Linked DNA regions of Mus musculus: region 2 is linked to region 1. A link is a contact called in public promoter capture Hi-C data. All regions are on one chromosome and are shown on one strand. Each heading gives the region's core, a stretch centred on a gene start, on an enhancer-like site or on the middle of the called end of the contact. The rest is flanking DNA. Distances are from core to core; before and after follow the strand shown. Region 1 overlaps Lamp3 (lysosomal-associated membrane protein 3). Region 2 holds the start of Parl (presenilin associated, rhomboid-like).

The links. Promoter capture Hi-C pulls out the DNA fragments that hold promoters and counts their contacts.
Region 2: a promoter capture Hi-C map of pre-B cells shows a contact between it and region 1, with 6 times the contacts expected there. The contact joins the promoter of Parl here to the enhancer-like site in region 1. A contact is called at or near these places in 7 of 39 promoter capture datasets (3T3-L1-derived adipocytes, the C10 cell line, embryonic stem cells and 3 more), 3 of 115 datasets of contacts at active chromatin or transcription factors (the 230-238 cell line, embryonic stem cells and large pre-B cells) and 3 of 9 other capture datasets (adipose tissue, liver and macrophages).

The regions. Positions count from the first base shown.
Region 1 is chr16:19,669,141-19,675,859 of GRCm38.p6, reverse strand. It overlaps Lamp3 (lysosomal-associated membrane protein 3), which reads left to right. Exons shown (of 6, transcript NM_177356.3): 5 at 2,299-2,469. Among named protein-coding and RNA genes, the nearest start is that of Lamp3, 34 kb to the left of the region's middle. Within about 2 kb of position 4,634, at least 10 of the 459 cell types and tissues checked have an H3K27ac peak or open chromatin away from gene starts, as enhancers often do.
Region 2 is chr16:20,300,479-20,306,736 of GRCm38.p6, reverse strand. It overlaps Parl (presenilin associated, rhomboid-like), which reads left to right and starts at 4,375. Exons shown (of 10, transcript NM_001005767.4): 1 at 4,375-4,528. The coding sequence starts at 4,410.

The sequences.
Region 1 (6,719 bases), core at 3,385-5,884:
ATGATGGTCTAGATTATATTAACAATACCAAATTATAAGTTTAGTTCCTTTTTAACTGATTTGTTATTGGAGTGAAATTTATTCTGTATTCTTAATTGTATGTTATGCTACAAAATTAAGCTATTGCTAGGTACCAACCTTTGTCTGTGTTAGCCATAATACCCAAGCTGGTCAGATTCTGTATAGTAGAGCTTGCATTCTAGAAAGAAATAGCACTATATACAGCCACATTAAATTATATTAATAAGTGATAATCAGTTCTGTGAGTAAGCAAAAACTAGAATGTCAAAGAATGGAAAGACTTTGGGAAGCCTCCAGAGAAGAAAGACTATTTTGAAAATGTGATGTTTGAACACAGTATCTCTATTTAGGGACATCTTATTTGAAGCAATTTTGCCAGATGACATTAATAAAAGATGCATGGGTTTTAATGAGTGAGCTTGTTAAAGTAGCTATATTTACTATTTTTATATTGGTGCAGTAAAGCTTTATAGCTAAGGTAACTTTTAGAAAGAAGGGTATATTTGGTTTATGGCTCCAAAGACATGAGTTCATTAGCATCATGGGAGAAAAGTGTGGCTGCAGGAAGGCATAATGGCTGAGGAATGGGGCAGGAAACTGAGGAGTTACATCTTCATTTGTAAGCTGAGGCAGTGATGTACTCATCCAACAAGGCCATGTCCCTGAGCAGTGCCACCATCTGAAGACCAATATTAAAATGTCAGAGCCTATGAGGGACGTTCTCATTTAAGCTACCACAGCAGCTAAGGAACAATAGTGCTGTTTCTAATGTTCTAGAAAGTGAACACACAGTACATGTGGTCTAGAGCATATAGAACCTATGGGCAGGTCAGCTAAAGACTTGAGAGTTTATTTTAAAGCTTATAAGTATACCATAGGAAGATTTGGGTTAAGAGAATGGTATAACAGATTTGCATTTATGAACGTTTACTTTGCTTACCTTATGGAAAATTACCCATAGAGAGACATTTAAAACAATTTATAAGTGTTCATGTTTAGAGAGATAATGTTTCCAACAGAATCTAATGAGTTTATGGAAGCCCTCAGATATTACCCTAGAAAATCTAGCTTTAGATATCACATTTGTATTGAGCTCATCCACTATGCCAGTCACTACCTTTGGAACATTCTGGTTTTAAATAAGTATTATTATTTTATTGGTTTAAACATAATTTATTATCTCCCAGTAATGATATTTTTAAGAAGTAAAACTGTGGGGACAAAGTCTGTTTAAAATGTGTGCCATATCATTGATGCCCCAGCATAGGGGGATGCTAGGGTGGTGAGGTGGGAGTGAGTGGGTGGGTTGGTGAGCTCCCTTATAGAAGCAGGAGGGAGGGGGATGATATAGAGGTTTTTTCATAGAGGAAATCAGGAAGGAGGATAATATTTGAAATATAAATATATATATGTCAATTTATTTATGAGATATGACATCTATTTATATCTATATCTGTATCTGTATCTATATAATCTATATCTATATTTATCTATATCTGTTTGTGTGTGCACTATATTTTATTGATATTATTGATATTGCTCAAGGGGATTTTGTTAGTGATGGTAATTAAATGAAAGTTAAAGAAAACAACTAAAAACTAATTTTCATATGTTAACTTACACTTGCCTCATGAAGATTAGAGAATAAGTATCATGTGTGCTAATAGAAATTGTTTAATGTTATCTCGAGATGAACAAGATTTTAGCCAGTAGTAGTGCAGTCAACTCTTATGAAAGGTGGGAAAGGAATATCAAACTAGAGATTAACTTAGAGGCTTATAGGGATACCAGTTCTATGTTCATATAATTAAGAGCTCAGCAATATTAGCAGAAAGAATAGTAGAAACAGTAATGGTGGTTTTCATGTTATTGTGGTACCGGTACTAGTATTAGTAATAGCGGTTCATTATCATTACAGTACTGATATAAGACTTAATGTTAATGGGGATGGCAGCAATAGGATAGGCCAATGAATGATATGTGGGTAGGGAGATAATAGATAAAAAACTACAGATTTATATCACATGATATAGTAGTATAAATAGATAATTTAGTACATCATCTTAGGCCAACTTGTTAATTTTAACAAAAGTGGTAAAATTGCCATAAAAGTAGTCTGTACACCTAGAGTATTTTTTCATGAATAAAAGATGGCAGGACTCTAAGGTTACCCCAACTGATGGAAGGCAACTGGCTATACATGAGCATAGTAGTGGCACCTGGAACTCAATTAATATTGTCAGGTTTGTCACATATCATATTTTACTTTGTCTTCAGAGAAGACTTACCAGGGAAAGAAGAATACTTTGATGATGTTTGAGACAGTAGTTGGGCATTCCTTCAAGTGTGTCAGTGAGCAGAGCATCCAGCTGTCAGCTCAGCTTCAAATGAAAACAATGAATATCCACCTTCAGGCCTTTGATTTCGAAGGAGACTCCTTTGGAAATGGTAAGTTAAATGTCCTCAAGTCACAAGCAGACTTTAAGGACCTAAGAGGCAGTTCCAAGGTGTCTTTATTCTGAAGCTGTCAAGGGGCCAGATCATGTGGTTTACTATCATAGTATAACTCTGTGAAGTTTTAAGGGCTGTACTCACCCTATGCTTACATGTAAAAACCATATATATAACTCCACCTGTGCCTGCCAACTTACCCCAGTAGGATGACTCTTCATCTGACTCACTCATTTAAACGCACACACACACACACACACACACACACACACACACACACACACACACACAAATACACACACACACACACACACAAATACACACACACACACACACAAATATACACACACACACACAAACACACACACACACACACAGAGGCACACATGCATACACCCACACACATACACATGCACGTACACCAAGAAAAGAGGGGAAACATTGTGCACTCCTCTCATAAATGCTGAAGACTAAACAATTCCAGCATGTTCAGAGGACATTTTAAACATCTTCAGTAAGAGATTTAAAAAAGACTTTTAATAGATTCTTCCCATTTGTAGAGAGGGAAAAGCAAGATGTGCTCTGTCCACATTCAAGAATGAAGTTAAGTTCTGTCAGAGTCACTTTTCTGGAATATAAGGCATCATTGGACATTGTCTCCGAGCCAGTTTAGTTTACATGCATCTGACTTTTTCTTTGAATTTGAACTACAGCACAGAGCTTGTCTGGAACTTTCCAAGGTGAAACTAGCTTTAGATGAAGGCCAGGGCTAGGTAGGTCACTTTTTAGAAAAGCCTTTGTCTTAGTCACTGTTCTTTTGCTATGAAGAAATACCATAACCATAGCAATTCATAAAAGGGGGCATTCAAGAGTTTCATAGGGTTAGTTTATTATCATTGTAGTAAGGAGCATGTGGCATATAGGGTGTCATGGCTCTGGAACTGAGAGCTTTATATCCATATCCATAGATATTAGAGAGAAAACAGAGAGAACCTGGTCTGGCACAGAGTTTTGAAGGCCAAAGTCTACTCCTAGTGATATTCTTCTTGAAACAAGGCCACATGTACTACAAGGCCACACCTTTTCATCCTCTTAATCCTTCTCAATAGTGCCACTCCCTGATGAGTAAGCATTCAAATAGATGAGCCCACAGGAGCCATTATTATTCAAACCACCACAACCACCTTTTCTATGTTTAGAAAGCAGTGTTATTCAGTCTTCTATGTTTGACCAGAATAGTCATATACATCACCTAAAATATCTTTCTTATAAGAACTCAAAAACATTATAAGTACTTTTCAAACATGTTTAGAGGCTTCATGTGAACTTCTAACATGAATCTTATTTTACTTTGGGTTCCATTATATAACTAAAGATGTGCCTAGGGAAAAAACCTTCCTTTTCATTTATCAAATTAAGAGTTCAGCTGTTGTTTGCTTGGATCCTGTGTTTTTGAAGGGTTTCTTTCTGTCTTAGAGTTTCTGCATTTGCCTTTTGTCTTCATCATAGGGTTAATATTAGTATCACCACAGTTAAGCTGTCAAAAACTGATCTTAGTGTGTCTAACTTCTAGAAAATATTTACTTCTTGCAAAATATCCTCTAACATTAATCATGGGATTTCAGAATGAGGCACACAGTTGACTGTCTAACTGCAAAAAAAAAAAAAAAAAAAATTATGTGAAGAAGGAAAGGGATAGATCTAGCAAACAAGACCTGTCTCATGTCTGGTTACCATTATGAATGCTCACAAGCAAATGCATAAAAGCTCTTTTCTTTGTTTTTCTAAGGAAGGAATAATTAATAGTTAAAGAAACCCTAAGGAAGAGACCAACATTCTTTCATTCTTTTTGCTATTCACCTTCTCATTGAACTCTCACAAACTCCTACCGTTCTATCACCCAAAAGTTTCCCATTTGGTTACTGCCTTAGCTCAAGTCTATATTCCTAGATTTTGTAATTAAAACAAATTTTTTTGTGATGCTCAAGTGGAAAGATATATGCCATTCTTTAAATGCTATATTTTATGAATAACGGTCACTTTAAAAGGAGAAAGCTATTGTGTGAATGAAATTTAAAGAAAAAGGTACAAGGGCCATGGGAACAGTGCTCTTGATGAGGAGGAGATCAAAGAAGGAAAAATTTCTACAGTTTCTCTTTTTACACTCATTAGTTTAAACAGGAAGCTTATGCAATCTTGGCAACAACTGTGGTTTTTGCTTACTTATGAAATGCACTTGCCCTTTTTGGAGGTGTCTTAGTTCTTTCCACATTCCTAAGGGGTTGAGTGAAGCATATGGAAGATTTAAGAGATCCTGCAGGGTCTAGGTTTCTTCTAAGTGACTTATAGGTAATAGCACACATCTGGCTTAGAGAGATGTGGTCCCCTTGTTCCTACGTCAAACACTTATTTTTCTAGACTCCCAGATATGAAGTGTCAAGGACCCTTGTAAAGCTCTACAGAACAGAGTGGAGGTGTTTACTTATGATGCTACCAGCCATCTTGAGGAACAACCAATTGAAGTTTATTTTACAAACCAGATGGGAACTTGTCCTGCAGTATATGTAAAAAAATGCTTCATCTTATTAGAGACATATGCAGGCTCACTGTCTGTTTTAATTTATAATGGGTATACCTGTAATGGCCATAATGTTTAACAAATGCATACTTACAGAATCAGCTTTTTTTGAAGCTAAGGCAGTGGCCTATTGAAATACTGAATATGTTTCTATAGTATGATGGACACATTTCAGTTTATTGAATTCTGTAAAGTGGGACATATCCATTTGACAAATTTCATTTCTTTGGGTACCTTTAGGGTTACTTTCTGTGGGTAATGGAGTTTGATTATAAAATGAGCAAGTAGGACATTGCTTCACAATTTCCTTGGCTTGCTGCAGGATGATAGAGAATTCTTTCTTTAAACCTTTACTGTTAACATTTTTTAAATGGAGTTCCAAAGCCTGTAGCACACATCCTTTCAATTCCATTATTACCTTATGCCAGAGGACCTGGCAGACCTGTATGGGATCTTATGTGTTATATATAGTGGATGACTCCTAATTCTGATCATTAGTTGTAGCTGAGTAAATAGTGGATTCAGTTCAGAATCATCCTGATTTTATGTGTAAAACAACCCTTTCTGCATATTGAGAGTTAGTTACTATATTAAGAGACTCTTGAAAATCTGATAACCATAAGCATTGCATATAATTCAGATTTTTTGAATCCTACTTATAGGGACCCTCAACCACTTTATTTACATCTTTTGAACTGTATCTTCCCTTTTTTAATTTATTAGCATCAGTATAAAATGTTGAGGTTCCAGAAATTGGAGTTCTTTTTATTATAAGAGGGAAAATCCAATTAGTTCCTTTTTACAAATTGAAGTAGCTTGCTTTTAGGGTATTTGTTCTTTTTTTAATCTCCCCTTTCTTCTTTTTTTAAATGGGGTATTTGTTCTTAATCTCTCCTAAGTAATACCGTCTGCTCTTTGCCAATGTTCATCTTGTGCCCATACAAAGGCAATCTCTGCATTAGTAAAAGGTACCACAACTTCAGCTGATTCATCCCAACTAATTGTCAACATCCCTCTTTTCCTTTTAGTATCAATTCAGAAACTTATTCTATGTAGGCTTTTAATTTCTTACTCTGTTTATGTTCTAAAAATATCCATTCTAAGGTGTAATATTCCTCTGCATAAGAATTCCTGTAGGTGAATGAGTAGAAGGAAAGATAACTAAGATGCAGTCCATGTTTGAATACATATAATCTAGATGTTTATCTTGTAATTTCCCTTCTACTAGAGCTAACTCTTTCTCAGCCTTGACTGAGTAGACAAGCCAGTTGTAGGCCATAGCCTTTTAATATCTCTTATTAGCTTCTGAAATTCATTGATTCTTTAATTGGTTTCTTCTGTTTTGTACTTTTTGTGGTCTAACCCTTCATAGACTTATTCTATATTGTAGATAATTAATAGAATCCCCTCTCTGTACTTTTTCAGGGGTGATTGGCCATCCCCAGCAAAGCAAGTTTTTTTTTTTAACATCATCAACTATTTCTTTTAGGATATTCATATATGAAGCAGCCAATAGAATATCATTCATATAATGATTAAATAATGGATTGAGGAAACTGTTATGAATCATCTCCAATAGCTGTTGTACAAAATATTGACAAAAGATGGGGCTATTTAACATTCCTTATGGTAGAACTTTCCAATGATATCTTTTTATTCGACAACTTCT
Region 2 (6,258 bases), core at 3,126-5,625, 630 kb before region 1:
GAAGGGGCTCCCTTTATCTGTGACTGTCACTTCCCCGTCCTGTATATTTAGGGTTTTAGCTAAAGCAGGGCCTGGGAGAGGCTTCACAGTCTCATGGTCACCGTCCACATGGATGGCTCTAACTCCCCTAGAATGGAAAAGCTTTCTGCTACGCTTTTAAAATATTTTCTATTTTTTTAGTATGGAAATTTTCCCATTTTGTAGGTTTTGCCTCTTTGCAGCATCTCATCTCTCTGTGATGTTGTATTCTTTTTTTTTTTTTTCTTTTTTTTTGGTTTTTTGATGTTGTATTCTCACATTCTTATCTGTCTATCTTTGTTATTGAATGCTACCATCCCTTACCTTGCCTTCAAACCCTGATATTCTGTCCTTCTCTTGATATAGTCTATTGGTGGAGTTTTGTGACGTCTTTTATTTGATGTATTAAAATTTCCATTTCCAATAATTCAGTCTGTTTTTCTTCAGTATTCCCTCTTTAAAAAGTTCTTTATTCATTGATAACTTCGTACATGTGAACAGTGTATCTTAATTCTGTCCATCCCTAACTCCTACCTCCCACTCTCCCCAGAAGGCTCCTAAAACATGCCCTTCTTACCCACCCGTCTTCTCCCTTTTTCCATGGCTTGTTTTGTTTTTGTAACCCACTGTGCTGCCTGTTGGAATGTTGGCCAATGTTGTGGATATAATCTGTGGCAGTAATCATAGCTGAGGTTGAGATGCCACATCTTTTAAACTCAGACTTCATTTTAGAGAACCTGACCTAAGTTTGAATTCAGGTAGACTAACAGGCTGGTATTAGGCCTAGCATTAGTTTCCAAGTTGCCCGCCAACAGAACCTGAGCCTAGCTCTAGTCTCTAGGCTAATCCCCAACACAAGCAGAGTTTTCAGATTACACCCCCAACAAGACCAGTGTCTCCAGTTTATTCCCTCAACAAACCTGCACCTCCCAGGTTACAAGCCCATCCCTTGCCTAACAACCACCAATGCAGAGGGGAGCAGAAGTTAAGTTTATGATGTGACTCCCAGCACCAGCCAATTATGTTAAAGGGCACAGCAGCTTTCCAGTTAGATGCTTGCACACATATTCCTGTTTGCTGTTTACTGCAAAGCCTTGCCCCATAGACATTTGGGGCTCCCCACCACCAAAACCATCCTGTGTGACAGCAGTGCGTTGGGGATGGGGGGTGGGGAGCAAGCTAGCTCGAAAAAAATAAAGACCCTGCTGTGAGTTGCATCAGATTGGCTCCTGTCTGTTTTGGGGGGGATCACTAACATTTCCCTGGCACAACAAGGTGAATCCATGACTGTACCATCCATGACATGCTCAGGAGGCGGCATTTATGAGCATACCTCTCCATCTCTGTCTCCTGTATTCCTCCCGTTCCCGCCTTGTACAGTGTTCTCTGGGCTCTGGGTGGCAGACGAAGCTGTCCAAGCACCCAGCAGTCACTATGCTCAGGGCTTTGACTGTCCACTGCAGTAACAAGCTTCTCTGGCCGAGGCTGAGGGCCGTACCAATCTGTGGCTAGCAATTTAATATTTAGAAGGCATGTCCATTTAGATAACTTGTCTATTTAGCAAGATGGCAGAAGTAGGTTCCCATCAGGGCCGATGACCTTGCAGCCATGGCATTAGATCATCTTTGTGGTACAAGGCATGTATTTCCTCCAATAGAGCAGGCCTCAAATCTGATGTGGAAGTCATTGGCTTTCCTCATAAACTCCCTATCACTATCGGCCCAGTACTCATCCTGAGTAACAGTTTAGATGACCTTCCTCCCCCAGTGGCCTGAATTGCATTTGCTGGCATATGAAAGACAGCCAGCAGGAAAGAAGTCCCCAGGTCACTTCCAGCTTGATTTTTCTGTCCTGCAACCAAAATCTGTCTTCATCATAGAATCTTACTATATAGTTATGGTGGGAAACCAAGAACAATGGCAATAGGCTATACTGTTTGTGGTGCAGGGCTCCTACCCAATAACTCAAAGGATGCAAACACACACAGCACTGGGATGTTCACTTAATACCTTATGTCTTTTGGGGGTACCTGTGTTCAAGATATTTTTTAAATTATATTTTTTAATTAGTTTCCAAAATAGTGGGTTTCTATAACGTTTTGAGCTGCTATTTTGTGGTGGTTTGTTTGTTTGTTTGTTTATTGTGACAGTCTTATTATATAGACTATCTAGCTTCAAAGTTTCAGAGATCTGTTTGCCTCTATTTCTCAAGTATTGGAATTAAAAACATGCACTACCATGCCTGGTTTGGTGTGTGTGTGTGTGTGTGTGTGTGTGTTCAGGAACCAGAAGAGGGCATGAATCATTTGGAGCTAGAATTTCAGGAAGTTGTGAGTTACCTAACATGAGTGTTGGGAATTAAACTGGGGGCTTCTGGAAATGAAATCTTCTTAATCCACCAGTTGTTCCTCCAGCCTCCATTAGAAACAAAACAAAACAAAACAACCCTTAACTAAGAAAAAAAGCCTTTACTCCCAGCACTTGGGAGGCAGATGCAGGTGGTTCTCTGTGAGATGAAGGCCAGCCTGCTCTATAGAGTGAGTTCTAGGTCAGCCTGGGCTACACAAGCAAAACCTTGTCTCAAGAAACAAACAAACAAACAAACCCCCAAACCTAAAAGAAAAAAAACCACAAAACACTGGTAGCACGTCATGAATGAGAAGAAAAAAAAAAAAAGAAAGCAAGTGGCTGGACTAGGTTGATAGAGAAAAACTAAAGGAGGGAAATTAAATAGGAGGGCAACAGGGACAAGGTGGGTAGTGAAGTCGTGGCTAAAGGTAGAGTGGAGGGAGGGAGGTAAAGCAATGCAGCAAATAGCCTAAAACAAGCCAAATTCTGCAGACTCTGCACAGACCCTGAGAGTCAGGCGGCCAGCCTGTGATGTCTGGGGAGTGAGAAGAGGGGTGGAGATATATATGACGGACACAGGCTGGCCCACACTGGTTCTGGTTTCAGTTGGCTCAGTCCATCCATCTTTATGTTGGCCCATTTGGCCTACACTGACTTTGAAAACATGGACAATAAGAAACAATTGTGTATTTAATCTGTGAATGAAAACATAGAGTCACACAAAGTGGGTATCCCTTAACAACCAAACTCCTCTGCATCCCATATCTAGAAGCTACAAACAATGACTGGGGTCCCTTAAGCATCTCCACTGGTGCTGCTACCCACAGTTATGCAGTGTGTTCTGACTCTTTCTGAATAAGGGTCGCTCCCCATGTTCTTCATTCTCGAAGCCTGGAAACACTCAGCCCAGACCTTTACCACCAGTAACAGAAGAGTTTCTAAGGGACCCCCACCCCCACCCATTCTCCTTTTCCCTCTTGAAATAAATGAGATGACAGAGTAGTCCTGGAGGTGCTTCTGATAGACTCCAATCTAATAATATAAACCAAGGGCCATAAAATTGCAGAGGGAGTTAAAAAGTCTCTTTTACTATAAGTGAGGTTTGTTGTGAGTTCTAGAAAATTGCGGATTTATAGTTAGGAAAGGAAACATGCCATGCTTAGGCATTACACATGATTCCCTGCTACTGTAACATTCTTATTTGAAACATTCCTGTAGAAAGGGAACATTGTTCTCAAAGCAAATGTTAATTGTGCTGGGATACTTGACTCTCAGTTGTCTAGAGATCAACCAGACTCAGGTGTAGGAGACCCTCTCCCTTCCCTTGCTTCTTCAACTGAAACACTTGGGGCTCTGTCTTTGGCTATCAAACTTCAGTAATGGAACCACCCCAGAAATCTCATGCTGGAAGGAAAAAGCCTGAGTTTCTGGGGGCAGCCAGTAACTACAGAAGGATTTGCAACTTGTCAAGGGGGCAGGCTTGGAGAAGGAGGCTGGATCAGGGGTCGGGGGTGACGGGTGAAGGGTGATTGGTGAGGGGACACAATTTCCTTATACTGCACACTTCTTGCCTTCCATTTAAACCTTATCTTTATGTTAGACCTGGAAGATGAACGTGGGGAGTCATTGAATTTCATCCTCTCAGTGTGGTCCCATTTAATAAATCGTTTTCTGCTTTTCACAATCAGACAGATGTCCAAGCCTGGCGAGTTAAGGTTGCCACTGTACAGGGCCATTTCCCTTTTCTGAGACTATAAAGCACAGTGAAACGGTGTCTTGTGGTTAAATGTGATAACCTGAGGGTGTCTGATAACACAGCGTTACTCAAAGCCTCAAGTTTTCCCCAGTCACTCTCACCAGAAACTTCCAAGGTGGCGCTGGTCTGAGAAGAGGAAGACCGGAACTGAACGGCCTCCAGGTGGCGCTCTAGACCACTCCTCCGCGCTGTGTGGCTTTTTTTTTTTTTTTTTTTTCTTCGCCCCGGAAGTGATTTCTAGGCCGGGGTTAGAGAGGTCGGGCCATGGTGGGGCAGAGGTTGGGAAGATGGCGTTGCAAGGTTGGGTACAGCGAGGCTGGCGCTGCGGTCCGGCGTGGGCGCCTCCCTTGGGTGGCGGCTACCGGGAGCTCTCTGCGACCCAGGCCCCGCGGCTGCTTGGACGCAGGTAATGGCCGCCGCTTCCAGCTCCCCCGGCTTCCCATGAGCTGGGGTTGCGCGCATCCTCGGGGGATAGGTAGCCGTGTGGGGCTCCCGCTTTCCATTGTTTACGAGGTCTTTGCTAAAGCTGACTCCTCCCTGCCTAGCTTTTCCTTGGTCCTCCTTTCCCTACTGGCTTCTGGGTGCCGAGCCGCGAGAGGTGTCTGGCCGAGCCCGGCCCGGTTCTCCGGACCCGCGGTCTTTCCTAGTAGTTCCGAGGGATGTGATGGAAAGGGGAACTTCTGAGCGTTAATTGCATGTCCGGCTCATATTCTTGAAAGGGCTGTACTGCTGTAGGAAGCACGTGGCCTTTCCGGCCGGCCGGATCTTACATGAAGTGTAATAGAAGAGAAATTCCATAGCAGTTGAATTAATACTGACGTTGAAACTTAGTCCGAAGATGTCAACTTTGCAACTTCTACCTAATTGATGGTACCATACACACCAAGGGGCCTGAGGTCTTTATAAACGTGTGAGCTAGCCAGAGATGAGATTGAGCCTGGCGAAGGCACCACCTGATCTTAAAATTCACCCGAGGTGGGCACAGGTCTGTAATCTCAACTCTCAGTAGTCTGAATCAGGAGGATGGCGAGTTGGAGCCAAGCTGGGAAAGGCTGAATTATAAATAAATAAACAGCACCTGGACTATATGTAGATTCATTTCCCAGGTGCCACCCAAAATCAGAATCTTGGAAAGTGGCGAAAGCGGAAGAACCTGCTCCTCAAGTGAAGCTTATTAACATCTGTGGAAAAGTTGCATATGGTGTAGCTTACTGGCTAACGTTTAAAATCAGGCATTGCTTTTAAACAGCTTGGTGTGGTCAGACTTGCTTGTAAGCAGGGTTAGGCGTTCAAGGCTAGGCTGGGCAGCAGAAGACTGGAAAAAAGAAAGGAAGAAAAAAGTCTTAAACAGGTGGAACTGGGGAGGTGCCTTGGAGGTAACAAGATTTCTGTGATCCTGTTGATTTGCTGTGATAGTTTCGGGAAAAGGCAGCAAAAGAAGTGGACACTTCATCTCTGAGGAACCTCATTGGTAGGGTGCTTGTCTCTAGTAACACCACAAAACTTGTCAAAAGAGTTTAGCCTACCTATCATGGTGGCTCAGGCTAGTAATCCCGGCACTTGGGAGGTGGATTAGGAGTAGGAGCCAGACTGTCAGGCCACCATGGATTACTTGAGGTCCTGTCTAACCCTCCCCTCAGTACATGTGGTATTAAAATTTATATGGAAACTTGGAAACTGACATTCTTAATCTTGTGGTTATGGGAGAATGCATTAGATGAGAATGTGGGTGAACCTGAAGTGGCTTTGCTCTTGTCTCCACATGTATGAACTTAATAGGGAATGGGAGTTGCTCGCTTTGTAATCACTAGTCTGTTTTGAGCCACTGTGGTTCTAAATTAGCATGAAGAATGAGCCAGGCCTTGTGGCTCTAAAGAGGTCCCAACGTTTGCATTTTATAAACACTTTATGTGGTGATACAAAGGCAAAGGTGATACAAACACAAGGTCCTCAGGCACCTGCCAGCCCACACACGGTTCTCCCTTTACAGGAGTTATAAGATTTTATGATATGGTTAAGTTTAGGTTGCTGCACTCCTGTCCTTCAGGATTCTTGTCTAGCAAGAGAAATCAATAGTACTGGGTTACAAGTTTAGTTCTGTATAATGAATGCATTCTGATGATGATCATTTGGTTT